Linked DNA regions of Mus musculus: all the other regions are linked to region 1. The links are chromatin contacts, called in public HiChIP or PLAC-seq and promoter capture Hi-C maps. All regions are on one chromosome and are shown on one strand. The core of a region is the stretch at or near the end of the contact, and the rest is flanking DNA. Distances in the headings are between cores, read along the strand shown. Region 1 overlaps Rab20 (RAB20, member RAS oncogene family). Region 2 holds the start of 1700016D06Rik (RIKEN cDNA 1700016D06 gene). Region 3 overlaps Col4a1 (collagen, type IV, alpha 1).

What was found. HiChIP or PLAC-seq counts read pairs in DNA pulled down with a chosen protein or histone mark. Capture Hi-C pulls out chosen DNA fragments and counts their contacts.
Region 2: a contact with region 1 is called in an H3K27ac HiChIP or PLAC-seq map of T-cell acute lymphoblastic leukemia, with 2.7 times the contacts expected there. The contact joins the promoter of 1700016D06Rik here to the enhancer-like site in region 1. A contact is called at or near these places in 4 of 39 promoter capture datasets (frontonasal cranial neural crest, hippocampal neurons, pre-B cells and 1 more) and 2 of 115 datasets of contacts at active chromatin or transcription factors (T-cell acute lymphoblastic leukemia and oligodendrocyte precursor cells).
Region 3: a promoter capture Hi-C map of adipose tissue shows a contact between it and region 1. The contact joins two enhancer-like sites. A contact is called at or near these places in 1 of 15 datasets of contacts at CTCF or cohesin (the NIH/3T3 cell line), 3 of 484 Hi-C or Micro-C datasets (the HL-1 cell line, the Patski cell line and bone marrow-derived macrophages), 3 of 115 datasets of contacts at active chromatin or transcription factors (extraembryonic endoderm stem cells, fibro-adipogenic progenitors and trophoblast stem cells) and 3 of 9 other capture datasets (adipose tissue, liver and pancreatic islet).

The regions. Positions count from the first base shown.
Region 1 is chr8:11,449,596-11,454,408 of GRCm38.p6, forward strand. It overlaps Rab20 (RAB20, member RAS oncogene family), which reads right to left. Exons shown (of 2, transcript NM_011227.2): 2 at 3,795-4,813. The coding sequence ends at 4,402. Among named protein-coding and RNA genes, the nearest start is that of E230013L22Rik, 26 kb to the right of the region's middle. Within about 2 kb of position 2,581, at least 128 of the 459 cell types and tissues checked have an H3K27ac peak or open chromatin away from gene starts, as enhancers often do. A contact at or near this core is called in T-cell acute lymphoblastic leukemia, adipose tissue, bone marrow-derived macrophages and 1 more, where this site is marked.
Region 2 is chr8:11,675,909-11,680,721 of GRCm38.p6, forward strand. It overlaps 1700016D06Rik (RIKEN cDNA 1700016D06 gene), which reads right to left and starts at 2,841. Exons shown (of 6, transcript NM_024271.2): 1 at 2,668-2,841. The coding sequence starts at 2,761.
Region 3 is chr8:11,247,528-11,252,340 of GRCm38.p6, forward strand. The region is part of intron 2 of Col4a1 (collagen, type IV, alpha 1); the gene reads right to left. Among named protein-coding and RNA genes, the nearest start is that of Gm32709, 11 kb to the right of the region's middle. Within about 2 kb of position 2,409, at least 55 of the 459 cell types and tissues checked have an H3K27ac peak or open chromatin away from gene starts, as enhancers often do. A contact at or near this core is called in adipose tissue and bone marrow-derived macrophages, where this site is marked.

The DNA.
Region 1 (4,813 bases), core at 1,331-3,830:
GTGTGTGGTGTGTGTGTGTGTGTGCATGTGTGTGTGTGGTATGTGCATGTATCATTCCTCAGGTGCCACCCACCACTCTTTATTAGGATCTCTCATGGGGCTAAAATTGCCAAGTAGGCTGGCTGGCCGGCAAGCCCCAAAGATTCACCTATCTTAGCATCAAGATACAAGCTGCTCTTTTCTGTGTTTTGGCAGATTTGATCCCTGTCTGTATTCTCATGACATTTTTTGGGAATCCACATGTCAGAGTGAGGAACCTGGGCACCTCTAAGTGCATCTCCAAGGTTCATTTGTTAGTCCCAAGATGGCTTCCATCTCCACTCAGCATTTGAAAGGCACTTTGCCAGGACATAGTTCAACCTCTGATAGCCCTGGAAGCTACCTAGGATGTGGCCTTGTTGGAGGAGGTGTGTCACTGGGCCAACCTTTGGGGTTTCCAAAGACTCACAGAGTTCTTGGTGCTTTCTCTGCAGTTGTGGATGAAGATGTGAGCTCTCAGCTGTTCCCTCCCTCCGCTGTCATGGACTCTGATCCTCTGAAACTATAAAAGCCAACTAAATGCTTTCTTTTATAAGTTACCATGGCAATGTTGCTTTATCACAGCAATAGAAAAGTAACTAACACGGTGTCCTTCTGGGAGGATGGAATGCAGACTGGAGGCCCCATCGCGAAGCCACACAGGGACATGGAGAGAGCACATGTCTTCCCTGGTTACAAACGTACCCTGCTCTAACACCGCCTGCAGATAAACTTCTGCTGAGTGCAGGACTGACAGGAAATGCTCTGACCCTTGCATGGCTAAAGTCCAAGAACAAAGGATAGCTGGGGTGGGAGGAGGCAGCCTGGTAGATTAATGCTGTGTTGGTATTAACCAGCCCTAACAATGCAGTGATTCCCACAGAGCCATATGATGCTCCAAGGGACAAACCCAGCCTCTCTCTGTGGTGGGCTGTGATTGTCCTTTTGCCTTGTGATGGCTTAGTCTTCATTTTATTCTTGAAGGGCCCTGGGCATCCCTTGAGCTCTCCTACCCCACTGCTCCCAGGAGGTGCTCCACCAGGGTTAATAGGTCAGCAAATTCAACTACCCACAGAGATCCAGACCTCTGTGACTCCCCACAGGGAGAAACCGAGTGAGTGGTGAAATGTGAAATGAGAGCTATTAAACTGTCCAAGGTCAGGGGAGAGACACTTCGGAGATGGAGAACCATTTGGTATTCAGTGACAGAAACAGCTCTAGCCACTAGAGAGCAGCCTATGACCTGCAGAATCGACTGCATTATCCCCCAGCTGCACAACCTCCACTTCAGTCCTAAGAGGAGCAGGGTGCAGCAGAGTGCTTGGCTTGGGGACCACACCAGGCTCATTCTAGCTAACAACACACATTGGCCTCAGAGGCCCTTTGCAATCTGTGAGCCTCCAGTCCTCATCCTAGAACAAACATGCTTCCAGCCAGGGCTGCCTCTGAGGAACAGGGCAGTGGGCTCCATGTGCAGACCTATCTATCAATAAGCCAAGGAAGAGTCTGGGCCCACAAACTTCTAAGACAAGCATCACGGGGTTTTGGTGTGCTGGTGTGCCCTATACTCTGCCTGGAACTCATTGCAGGTCCAAAGAAACCAATGTAGGAAGAGAGGCAGTGCGTGCTACAGAGGCGTGAGGAACAGGGACAGCAGCCAAGGGCAGGAAGCACGAATAGGAAATGCCATCCAGACCACCCCAACTCTGGATGGAGCCAATGTACCTTCAAGGGTCACAAATGCCTGGAGAGGGGATCACACACCCAGCTAAGGTCTCCGGGAACCTGGGTCTGTCTTCTCAGAGACCTATGGTCATCCCTCCAGTTGGGGACCCCCAGGACTAAGGAACTGAAGATATATTCAGTGCTATTTTCTCTCCACTGTGGGAAAGAAACCATCTCTCTCCCCTGTCTCTAGAGGTTCCTCAAAGGTACCTATGGAAGACTATGTAATGGGCAAAGTGGGAACAAGGTCCTCGTCTGAGGCTGCTTCCTGTCAGTCTGCAGCTCTTCCTATACTTGGGGAACGGGTGGGTATGACTATTGTGCTTTTTAAGAAGCTGGTCCCAGGAACTAACCCTGTGCCACACACAGTGCTCCATACCCAAATACCGCTGGGAGAGAGCTGTTCTCCCAAGAGTGCCAGCAAGCCTGTGAGCACAGGTAAGACCACCACTTCTGCTCAAATTCCTGACCCAAGAGAGGGACCTGCCCAGAGCCATCAGGTCACAGGAACCAACGAACAGCCCAGGACAGGACGGTTTCTGTGTGCACCCAAGAAGCTGGTCCCAGGAGGGAAATTGGGGCTACAGAGAGGCAGCAGCCAGAATTTACCACTGCTAACCTCAAACTTCCCTGCCACCATGGCCAAGTTTGATTCCTCAAAGGCAGTGATAAATGTCTGGAGCTGTTCCTCAAACCTGAGTGACAATCCCAACAGGCTTCTAAGGTCCCTGACAGCAGCAGCCATGGCTCCAGATCCTGGGGCTACCACACTGGAACAAAGGAAAGAAGGGTGTTTGGGCATAAGTCCCCAGACCATCTTCCCCATCCTGTAGAGATCCACACTGCCCACAAAGGCAAGTCACCCACTGATGACTCACAGAACTGGTGGCTTCCTAAAGAAACTCAAGTCCTGTAGCCCCTTAAATAGGACCCAAAGACCTGGTTCCCTATGGAGAGACCAAGGCTAATAATGTACCAAGTCCCCAAGAAGAATGCTCAGGACAGGGTGCCAGGGTTCGGCTTAGGACACCATGTCACTTGATGGGATACAGACTACATTTGATGAACTGCTCCTCACCCAGGCCACACAGGGCCAGTGACATTCAAGAAATAGACAGGAGTGTAGTGAAAGCCAGCAGCTACTTTTAGTTCTAAGTAGCAAACACACAGCACACTGAAGTGGAAGTAGCAGTCTGTCCCTGAGTAGCAGCCCCTGGCCATACAGCCATTCAGGAAGACAGCAGCTGAGAAACTCAGTGCAGACAGGACTCAAGAAAGATAATACTATGAAGAAATGATGCTGGGAATTCACCTGCCCACCCAGGACCTTAAATATGAACAGCAAAAGCCATGTCATGTGACCACATTTTCACTCTGAAGTGTCAAAAGAATAACCCCAGGTTGAGTCACACACTTCCCAGATGTGTTACTGGCCAAGATACATCTCGAGGACAGGAAGTACAGCTTCTGCCTCTATTGGGGTGCTCCAGCTGTTTCAGAAAGAAGCAGACTCACTCAGTTTCAGGTTTTAACAGGCTATTGTGAAACTGAATGTGGGGACTCTGGGACGCCCTTCAGCAGCAGAAGCCTTGGCGGTAATGTTCTAGCCCACTCTCCACAGCAGGTACAACATTGTGTCTGATCTGAAGGATGCAGGCTTTGCAGGAAAGGCCACTCAGGCCTGCAGCAACCGGGCCAACCAAGACATGAGCCTTCAGCAGCGTTAACAAAATCCACCCACAATGGGCTGGCCTCTCTGCCTCATAGAACCCCAGTTTCTGCCTGCTTGCTCTCAATGAATTTCTAAGAACACAGGCATTATTGTCTCCCACATTTGCCTGTCAGCTTCTTGCAGAGCAGCTGCCTCCCACCCACAGGAAAACCACAAAGAGGTTTTGACTTGGAAAGGGGGGTAGGGAGTCAGATCAGATCAGGATCAAAGCTGTGAATGTAGCCACCGCTACAGTTCAGGCGGTCCAGACAACTTGGTAAAAGACTCACAAAAATCTTGGCATTGATAAGGACTGAACAAAACTTTCAAGAGAGAGAGATTCACTGTCACACATTTAATGACAGCTTCATGGTAACCATCATCCCCACCAACAGCCCCCATTACACCTCCCAGAATTAAGGAATTTCCTGTGGTTCAAATAAAGTCAAACATTCCCAAGAACAAGGCTTTTCCCCAAATCCTTTTTAATAATGTATAGCCCATCTGGCCTCACCCAGTATAAAAACAGCCATTCCTGATTTTATATAAATTAAAAGTGGAGTATCATTATCATAACATATCAAGGTACAGGTATCAAACAGGAAGACCATATATGAATCACAGTGGACACAGGCCTCTGAGGACAGACACAGTGCAGGACGTAGTGACTGCAGAGTCAAGACCAGTCCAAGGCAGGTCTTCAGACTGCAGGCTCCATGGTGGTATCTCCATGAGAGATAGATGCATAGGGCAGTAGATGAGGTGGCACCAGGCAGGCTCCACAGGGGGTTTGAGTGCCACCTCCGGATGCCCAGAGGTTGCTGGGCACTCTGGCCTGTATTAGCAGCTGGTGGTCACTCTGCCTATTGTCCTCGGTACCCAGTGCTGTGTGAGACTTCTTAGCCCAGTGGCTCACACACACACATGCCAAGACAGACCTCCTGCCATTAGGCACAACACCCGGATCTAGTCTGTTTGGGTGTTTTGCAGCTGGCTATATCCACAGTCTGATCTGACTCCTCAGCCCTCTGCCGCATGATCATAGGTACCACCAGGTCAAACAAGGTTTCAAAGAGGAGGTCCACATTGTATCCAGTCTTGGCACTGGTCTCGAAGCACATCTGCTCAGCAGCTGGCATCTCCCTCTCATCCAGCATCTTGTACTTCAGGATCTTCTTGTAAAGGGCCACTGCATCCTCTGGCTGCACCTGCTTGGGTACCTTGGTGGAGACACAGCTGCCCACCTTGCCAGAGGCCGGTCCTTCCTTCTCCCCGCCCTCGGTGTCCCGCTCCGAGGTCAGGTCCACTTTGTTCCCCACAATGGCAAACAGGCAGTCATTGTTGGCTGTTTCTGTCAGG
Region 2 (4,813 bases), core at 1,591-4,090, 230 kb after region 1:
AATGAAGACATAGCCTACAAGGTAGGAGAGAGTCTTAGCTATACACCTGTCAGTAGTCAATGTTAGTTACTTTGTGGGTTCTTCTTTCCCACCCTTCTCCACCCTTTCAACCCCCTAACTCTAGATAGGAGAGAGAAAAGGATAGAAAGGAAAGAGGTGATGTTATCATTAAACTGCTTCCTGCTGATTAGGGACGTTGAGTTCCTTGGGGCAAGTTTGATCTTCACTATAAGGATATCTCATTTCTTCTTTCTTTTTTTGTACACGACTACTTAACAAATCTTGACCAACAAGAACCAACCAACAACTCGCTACCAACAGCCCTAGTCCTCAGGGACCTAGCACACACACACACATATGTGTGTGTGTGTGTGTGTGTGTATGTATGTGTGTGTATATATATATATATATATATGCCTTCTGAAGAAACCCCAACCCCACAATTCCTAACACAATCACAGAAACTATCTGCAGCTGGCAAAATCATGCTTCTATTAGAGGGTGAGGCAAATTGGACTCAGCTGCCTCAGACAGTCCGAAGCAGCTCCGTATTCCATACCTGGGATTAAACGGAAAGCATAGTCCTATTTCTGTGATTTTTAAAGATACTGAAATTCTTACTGCACCTGGCAGAGATTTAATAGCTAGGGTGTGCAGAACTAAAAATTGAATCAAGACATCGGAATGTCCCAATAAAGGCAGACAATGAAATGAACAGAAAGCTCTCAAAATAAGAGTATGATTATTAAACATGAAAGATGTTTGTCCTCACAAACCATCAGAGAGATGCAAATTAAAAGTACACTGGGATCCCAGTCAGAGTGGCAGCCACTGAGGAAACACAAGGACCAGCAAGACAAAGGAACCCTTGATAACTGCTGGTGTGAATGTAAACTAGTCTACTTACCATGGAATTCAGGATGGACATTTCTCGAAGAACTAAAACAAGAGCCATTGTGGTCCAGTTCAAGATATTTACCCAGGGGACCTCAAATCAACACCAATGGAGCTAACTAAACGCTGATGTTTACTGTGGCAAAATTCACACTAGCTCAGTGATGGAACCAACTCAGGTTCCTAAGAGCAGAGGAACGGGTGAGGAAAATATGTAGTATATACACAATTGAATCTCCTTCAGCCATAAGGAACAACATGGTGCCATTTTCAGGAAAGAAATGTATCTGGAGATGACCACAGTAAGGAAATAAATCTGATTTCTGAAATGTAATCACAGTGTATATGACATGAAGGTAAAGCAAGACTTTCTGGGAGAATGAAGGGGGCTAAACAGAAATCAGGCGTGATTGGAGTAGAAATGCCCCCCCCCCCCCCCGTAGGCTCATGTATGCTTAGTCCCCAGTTAGTGGAACTGTTTGGGAAGAATTAGAAAGTGTAGCCTTGCTGGAGGAGTTGTGTCACTGTGGGTGAGCTTTGAGGTTTTCAAAAACTCAGCCATCCCTGGTTAACCCTCTCTGCGTATTCTACTTGGGTATAAGGACATAAGCAAGCTCTTAGCTCCTACTTCAGCATGACTGCTGCCCTGCTCCCCACCACGATGATCATGAACTCTAACCCTTTGGAGCTTTGAGCACCAAATTAAATGCTTTCTTTTACAAGTTGTTGGGTTATGAAGTTTCTTCAGGGCTGTGGAAAACGGAGACAGCAGGGTAGAAAGAAATGGGAAGGAACATGTTTGGCACATGTCACTCACTGCTACAAAAATGTCTTTATGTTGTGCGGAATTAGTTATGTGTGATGAATGTACAGAATGAAAACTTCAGTGAAAAATAACTTTAAAGTTATCACTTAAAGAATTCCAGGGGCTGAGGATATGACTGTCAGCAGAGTGCCTGTGTGCAATCAGGAGAACCATGGTAGTGTGAGTCTGTAATCCCAGCATGGTGAGGATGGAGACAGGTGGATCCTGGAGCTACCTCCCCAGATAGTTTAACCAATTACTGAGCTCTGGGTTCAACTTTGAGTGAGACCCTGTCTCAAAAAAATACAGAGGAGATTGACATAAGATGCTCAATGATGAAGCAAAGATCAACTAGCAAAATGTGCACAGTCATTTAAACTCAAGAGCAGCTACCCATCCTGAGGCTCCTGGCAACCCTCCTTTACTTTTAGGTAAGGTAGAGTATTTCCCCAAGTTAATGAAAATTAAAGCACACAGTATAACAACTCTTCCATAGACTTGCAGAATTTCAAAGGACTTCATAGACAGAAACTTCGATTTTCTTTCGTTCCTCGGGGCAGGAAGAAGGCCTTAGCCTTTTTGTGCTCCAGAGACAATAAAAGACCTGAGGATATGTCATTCCAAAGTCTATAGATTTTATTCCTCACAGTTAGGCAGGCATGGTGAATAGTGAGGGCTGCTTCCTTCCTTCAGAACAACGCTCCATTGCTGCATGTTAATGGCAGGAAGTGGCCAGGCAAACCAGTCAAGTGCTACACAGACCTTTTCTATAAAGGCCTTAATCCAGGTTACTGGGCACGGCCCCCATGGCTCAGTTACCGTAAAGATCTCTTTACTCTTACTGGTATCATTATTTCCAAACCTATAGCTTAGAAAGGAGCCCTTTCAAACAATAGCAGAGAACCACATTGCCTGCCTGATTCATCGTGCCTATAGTTTTCTATCTGCCAGTCTCCTGGGGACTCTACCTGAAAGCTCTCTATTCGGCCAGGGCTGTACGTCTTGCCAACAGCACAGCAGGAAGACAGATAAGAAGGTCATTGCTCCTCTATTCGCTGTCATGGTCCCTCCAGCAGAAGGAGGAGGCCCTTCCCTGGAAGGTCTTCAGCTTCCCCAGCCTTGATCTCTCGGATACGTGGAATGCCCGAGACCTGTGACATCACCACTAGGAAGTGATCAGGGTTCCTTTTCCTTGTGAGTAGGGCCATGCTTGTTGTCTGGTCTTCAGGAGAGACTGATGCGAGTTGACTGCACCTAAGAACCTCTCTGCTGCTTTGTACTGCCTGCCCGTGTCTGCTACAATCCCAAGACCTTTGAGGTAAGGCATCAGTCAATACTCTTAATGTGAAGGTCAAAGCCCATCATATCTCCTTCCATGAACGGACGTCCTGGAAGGGTGCTGGAGGACTTGATGAACTGCAGGATGTGTGCCAGGACAAGCAGATCCAGATGGTCCTTGAAGAACATGGCCCATGGCTCTGCAGTTCTGGGATCCTGAAGAACAGGGCTCAAAGTCTAAACACTCCAGCAGCTCAAGCCCCTCCCTTCCTCTCTTCTCTTTGCATCCATTTCTGTTGTTTCTGTCCCTGAAAGGTCATCACAAGGCAGAGCAAATGGCCACATTCTCCACCGTCTTCCCCCAGCTCTGCCTTGTAAGGCTTTTGGAGTTTTCTCCCTCAGTACCATGCAAAATCTTCCAAACGGTCCTTCAGTTAACTCAGCCGTGCTCCACACTATCCCTGGACAGATCCAGTGCCCAGAGAGGGCATACAGGGTACATCTACTTCAGAGTGCCAGTGGGTCGGCCTTAAGATAGCTTCATACCTAGTGGGCCATGACGTAATTCTGGATGCAAGGCCAACAGTACCCCCCATGACCCCGAGGACCCAGTGAGGTGTGCCCACCAGGGTTTTTGGGACCCTTTGCTCTTCTTTACTGCTCTCATGAGGACCTGAGAGCACTTTCCCATTTCTGTGTTCTTCTTCTCCCAAATGCCTCTTTAATTCAGTGCCAATTGGCTGTAGTCTGGCCTCATGGGTGTCATCACCCAGGAATCCTTTGCGCGGGAGTCTGCTACCTTATGGTCTAACAGGTCAGTGGTTGGGATGATACACTTGGACCAGGCTTCCTTTTCCTTTAAATTGAAAATGTTTCATTTGTAATGAAGCTCCAGGTTAATAAAAACAACCAAATTCCTGGCAGCTTCTGTTACTCCTTCATGATCTTCAGGAAAATCTGGCATGTTGCTGAGGAAGGTTGAAGTTGTATGGTGGCTGCGCTCCACAGGGCTCTCAGTCTGAACTGTTCTCTTTCTTATGAAGGTCAACAGTTTAATTAGGTCTTAACTTTGCATTTTCCCTCATACGTTTTCATATGACCCAAGGAGTCAGACCACACTGTAGTTCCAGATGCTCTTCTTACTTGTGCTTTTGTGGGGACTGTGTGTGATGTCTGCTTGCTTCTTGACCCAGGGACACCAGTGTTCCTTGGGTTGATGTTCTTGGTCTTCATTGTCTGCCAACCTTTTTCTGATGGATATAACTCTGCCTTCTGTAGTAGTCATTGTGGTTTTGTATACGTAACCCACTCAGTTTCCAGAGCAGCTATTTTGTTCATTGTTTTTGCTTGCTTTGTAATAATATTATGACTTATAATAATATTATAAGGCTTTCCTAAGAGATGAGGTTCTGCTTAAAGTTTTAGATGCTGTAAGCCCAGCTAGCAATGTGCACGCTCTGGTAAGGGGCCCATGGCAGATACAGGAGCACATGCAGAAAGAAAGGCTGTTCCCCAGAACAGGAAGTCAGGGTGGTACAGATTCCATCTAACCATCCTCTGAGGATGGCTAGCCAGAATCTCACAGGAAACAAACCCCATGCTCCAAGAACTTCCCCCAGGTCCCAGTCCTGTGTACCTGCTGTAAGCACAGCCACTCCACAGCGGTTACTCTGTGTGTTGTTCTGTTCTGGTGTGTGTGTGTGTGTGTGTGTGTGTGTGTGTGTGTGTGTGTGTTTTGAGAAAGGTTTCCTTGTGTAGTCCTGACTGTCCTGGGACTTTGTGTAGAGATCAGGGTATCCTCAAACCCACAGAGATTTCCCTGCCTCTGAGTGCTGG
Region 3 (4,813 bases), core at 1,159-3,658, 200 kb before region 1:
TACCTACCAATCCATCCATCCACCCATCTATCCATCCATCCACGTACCCACCCACCCACACATCTGTCTACATATCCACCACCCACCTATCCACACATCTACCTACCTACTCATCTATATACCCACCCACTCACGCACCTGTCCATACATCCACCCACCTGTCTACAAACCCACCTGTCCACACATCCACCCACCTATCTCCCTTCTATATCCATCTACCCACATACCCATCTACTCATCCATCTACACATACATCCAACATGCCAACCACCGTCCCATGCATGCACTCATCCATCCATCCATCCATCCATCCACCCACCCACCCACCCACCCATCTGCTCATTCTATTGGCTGTTCTGCCAAAGGAAATGGACTAAAGTATAAACCTTTCTAAGTCCTTCCCAGCACCGTAAGAGAATACGATGAGTATATGAAAATGAAGGATGAAACCTTCTCCAGATGTTCCATGTTAGATTTCTAATATTTATCACCTGACATAATGGCTTGTAGATACTAGGAGCTGTATAATATGTAAAGTCTATAAAATAAAAAAAATACTTGAGTTTTATTCATTGAGTTGGTTATAATCTCACCCAGCCACTGGTACCTTTTTGCTCCCAACAGATGACATTCTGAGCAGCCCATCCGTGTCTCTCTTTTTAGACCCTTGCAGGTACTGATAAGCAGAGACACAGCTCTGATCTCAGCACACAAATGATCAATAGCTTGACGGTGGGCTTAGATCAGTCTCCTTTTCAACAGTAATTTTTTTTTTCCAACGAAAAGATGAAAGTTTACTGGTGGCCTCTGCCCCAGATCAGAAAAGAAATAAGAAACATGATTTTTAAAATAAGAACTATCATTCATGGCATAAATGTTTGACAAGGGCTGTAATACACTGGGAAAGAACAAAAAACAGAGAAAGTCGAGAGACAGAGAAAAAAAATGTGCTGCTCTGGACCTTAGGCTGACCTTCCAAAGATGAATGCAAAATAAATATGGGCAGAGACAAAAGGAGTCAGACTGCTATGCACTGCGGGCTGGAGAAAGACTGGGGAGCAGGGCTGGGTGTCACAGGAAAGAAAAAAAAAACTGTAAGGTGGGAACACACAGGAAGGAGACACCAACCTTTGAACCTAGAGAGATTAGAGTACCTTGTAGCAGCAAAAGGGAGCTAAGGGTCTGATGGAGGGATGTTTTAGAGACTGGCATATTTAGATTATCAATACAAAAAAAAAACCCATAAACACATTTTATCTTTACTCTGTAGGTAACCTGCTAAAGCTCATTTCAAAGCATGAGAGACTCTAGAGTGGGCCGGCAGGGTTGCTTAAGACTCAAGGGTTTTCTCTAAGCTTCATTAGTGCAAAGTCAAAGGGAAATGACCTGGTTAGGACCCTATTTGCCACTCCCCACCCCCTCAAGTAGCACTTCACGCGCCATGAGGTGCTTAAAAGGTCTCCACCATCACGTGATCAAACGAGACAAGGGAGCATGTTCAAAGACCCGCTTCCCTCCAAACTGTTCAGTTGCTTCAGGGTCTCACCGATCCTCTGGGTCTTTATAAAGACAAAAGGAGAGGGGACATAGTACATTCCTCCACCCCTGGGCCAGCAGCAATGAAACCAACTGGAAGGAGCAGATTCAAGCACACACATATGGATGTGGGATCCTCCTCCCAGACGCCCAGTGAGCGCTGAGGAAGGAAATCCCCACCAAGACTTGTCCAAAGGCAGAGTGAAACATACGTTCACCCTTAGCCTGTCATGGTGGTGGAACCGAGGAGCTGTGAGAACTGCTAGCAGCAAAAGTGCTCTCTCGAAGGGTTTTCAGATGTAGAAAAAGACAACTCAAAAGAGACTATGACCGAACTCTGAACAGATGGCCCCCAAAATAATAATAAAATAAATAAGTAAAATAAAATAAAAATTGAATTGCAAATTCTCAAATAACCCAAACTGAGCTGGGGAGGACTCGAAAATGGAACATTGGCGGAGAACTTTCTAGTGTGTCTGCGGAGTATTTTTAGTCCTTAATTGATATTGGCAGTATCTCCAGAAGACCAGCAGAGATAAGGTTTTTTTATTTCCCATTTTAATCATGGAATGAACGAGGCGGGGAAGGGAGCCAGATGACCTGATTCCTACCAGATTTCCACTGACTCAGCTCTGAAGCAGAATTAGAAATGAAGTCAGCCCACCCCAGGTCCCTTCTTTATCTGGGTCACTAGAGCAATCTGGTTCCCAGTAGCATATTAAACGAATCCACAGCATGATGTCAGCCGGGGAATCGGACCCTCTTATGTTCATGGTGTCCAGAAAGTTCAACACCCATCCTGAGCTGACTGGTCACATGTCACTGGTGACCCCTCACACTCCTGGGAACAGAAAGGAAGAAATCTGAATTCCCAGACCAGCCTTCACCACAAGAACACATTCTTCCCCAAATGTCAGTGGAGGGCTTAAGCAACCACATCTCCCAAGAGTTTTGCAATCAAGTAACTGAGGGAAGTGACGCCTCCTTTCACAAGCCTTTTGCTATTCCTCATTTTTTAATGTTCTCATTTTTTTTTCTAGTAAAGACTGCATGTTCATAATCGGATACCCAGTGCCCTCTCTAATGTTACCATGAGAACAGAAGCAGAATAGAGAGACGGGACAAGCGCTCACACAACTATACAACAAGCTAGCACATGGCGCACACTGCGCTGGAACCAAATGGCTCCATCCTGCTTCTCACAGTTTTCTGCCAGGGAAGAGAGAAGAGCAGCGAGCTGGACATGTCAGAGCCAGGAGTTTCCACACCAGATGCTGCAGCTGCAGTGGGCACCATTCCAGCTGTGACCACCCTTAAGCTCAAGGCCAAGCACAAAGTGGGGGAGGAAGACCCCCTTGTCATCCAGTTCCCACAGTGTGCGACAAGCACCAAGGACAGGGTGGTCACAACTGACCACCACAACCATGGCTTTTCACCACGACAGTGAGCCAGCAACGCTGAAGGCAAGGATCTGAGGGTTCAGCTCAGCAACAGACCATTTCCCTAGCTTGTGGATCCCTGCATTCTCATCCCAGCAACGGAGGAAGGGAAGGGAGAGCCAGAAAGAGAAGCTTGTAAAATATTACACAAAAAAAATTCAATGCAACCACGCTTTGTGGCTTCATTGTTACAAGAAATTAATTATGTCAGTCATAGAGAGAGGAGTCTGTAGGTTTTCAGCACTGAGACAGTAGATGCCTGAAGAGACAGAGATGTTGGCCATCCTGATCTGACCTGACTGTCACACCAAATGCAGATGTCAATTATCCCACTTTGCCTAATAAGTATGTGCCAATATTAATAATAATAATTTTTAAAAACTCATCTTCTCTAGCCCCTAAAGTAATTTTAACTATAAATGGACTTCTAAAATTCAATCTGTATCTATAAAAAAAATTTTAAAAAAAGATTATACAACAAGGAACACCATTACGGCTATTTTCCCCAGTAAAACTTGGAACTTGAAGAGAGGAACAAAATGCCATTGTTTATGAAGATGAAGGGAGGCAGGCCTCAGAGTCATCTCGGGGCTGACACTAGCCATTCCAAATTAGGCTTGAAATAGAGTTTCATGCTGGAGGAACTTAAAATGTTTGCTTACCGTATTATCTACAGCAAGCACATAAAGATCCCGTAAAATGTGGAAAGAAAGGGTCCCTTTGTAATACCCAATCATGTCCCAGCCTCTTCCAACACTGCAAAAAGAGCTTAAGATTCAGCTCCCTCAAGTCTCAGCAAGAAAGTCAAATAGGAAGCAACTAGAACATGCGAGGTTGAAATAGTAGGGAATTTCTAAATTCAAGGAACAATTACCAAGTACAAAAACTAAAGGGAACATAAAATGTGCCTAAAATAAGTTATCATCAAAAACTCCTATTATCAAAAGCAATCACGATGGCCAGGGGTGGTGACTCTAATCCTAGCACTTAGGAAGCTGAAGCAGGAGGATGGATGCTAGTTTTAGGGTAGCCTGGGCTATGTAGTGAGTTTATTCTGAATGATGAATTAAAATTCTGTGTCTACAGTGTTGATCTAGGGAGCTGTAGATATGGTTCAGTGGTGAAGAGCACTGGCTGCTCTTGCAGAGACACAGGTTTGGTTCATGGCAGCTCACAACCAGCTGTAACTTGGGTTTGAGGAGATTAGATGCTCTGTTCTGGCTTCTGTGGATGCTGGGCACACATTTAGTGTACATACATGCATGCAGGCAAAGCATACTTCTGTACAAAATAGAACTGAAAGTATATCTTTTTAAATTTTAGCATGTATTATATTATGCTAAAGTTTAGCAAAATATTTTAAATGGATAAGTTGTGGCTGTTTTGAGGGTCAGCATGGAACCCTTGTCTCAGTGAGGCTTTCACGGTTTTGTTTTGTTTTGTTTTGTTTACATTTTAAACAATAGGATCATGGATCTTCAAGGGAACCACAGCACATGCAAAAATGTTTGCTCACACCTGAAACAAAACCTGGGTAAGAGGATCTCCGTGTGTTTTCACAGAAAATAGAGGGAATCCGATGGCCAACACAAATTAAAGCTTGGGATGCACCCTCTACACCTTCTTTGAAGAAGTTATTCAGCTAGTGTTTGGCACACATCAACACTAGAGACAGGATTCTGAGATAAACAACAGCACAACACACCCCACCCAAGGAACGGAAAATCCCAGGCAGAATACAACCCAGGTCCCTGGCACAAGCCCTTGAGGCCCCATTAGCACCTGGCTGATGCCTCTGTCCCAAGCTAAATAGCAACAGAAAAATCTCTGTTCTGGAC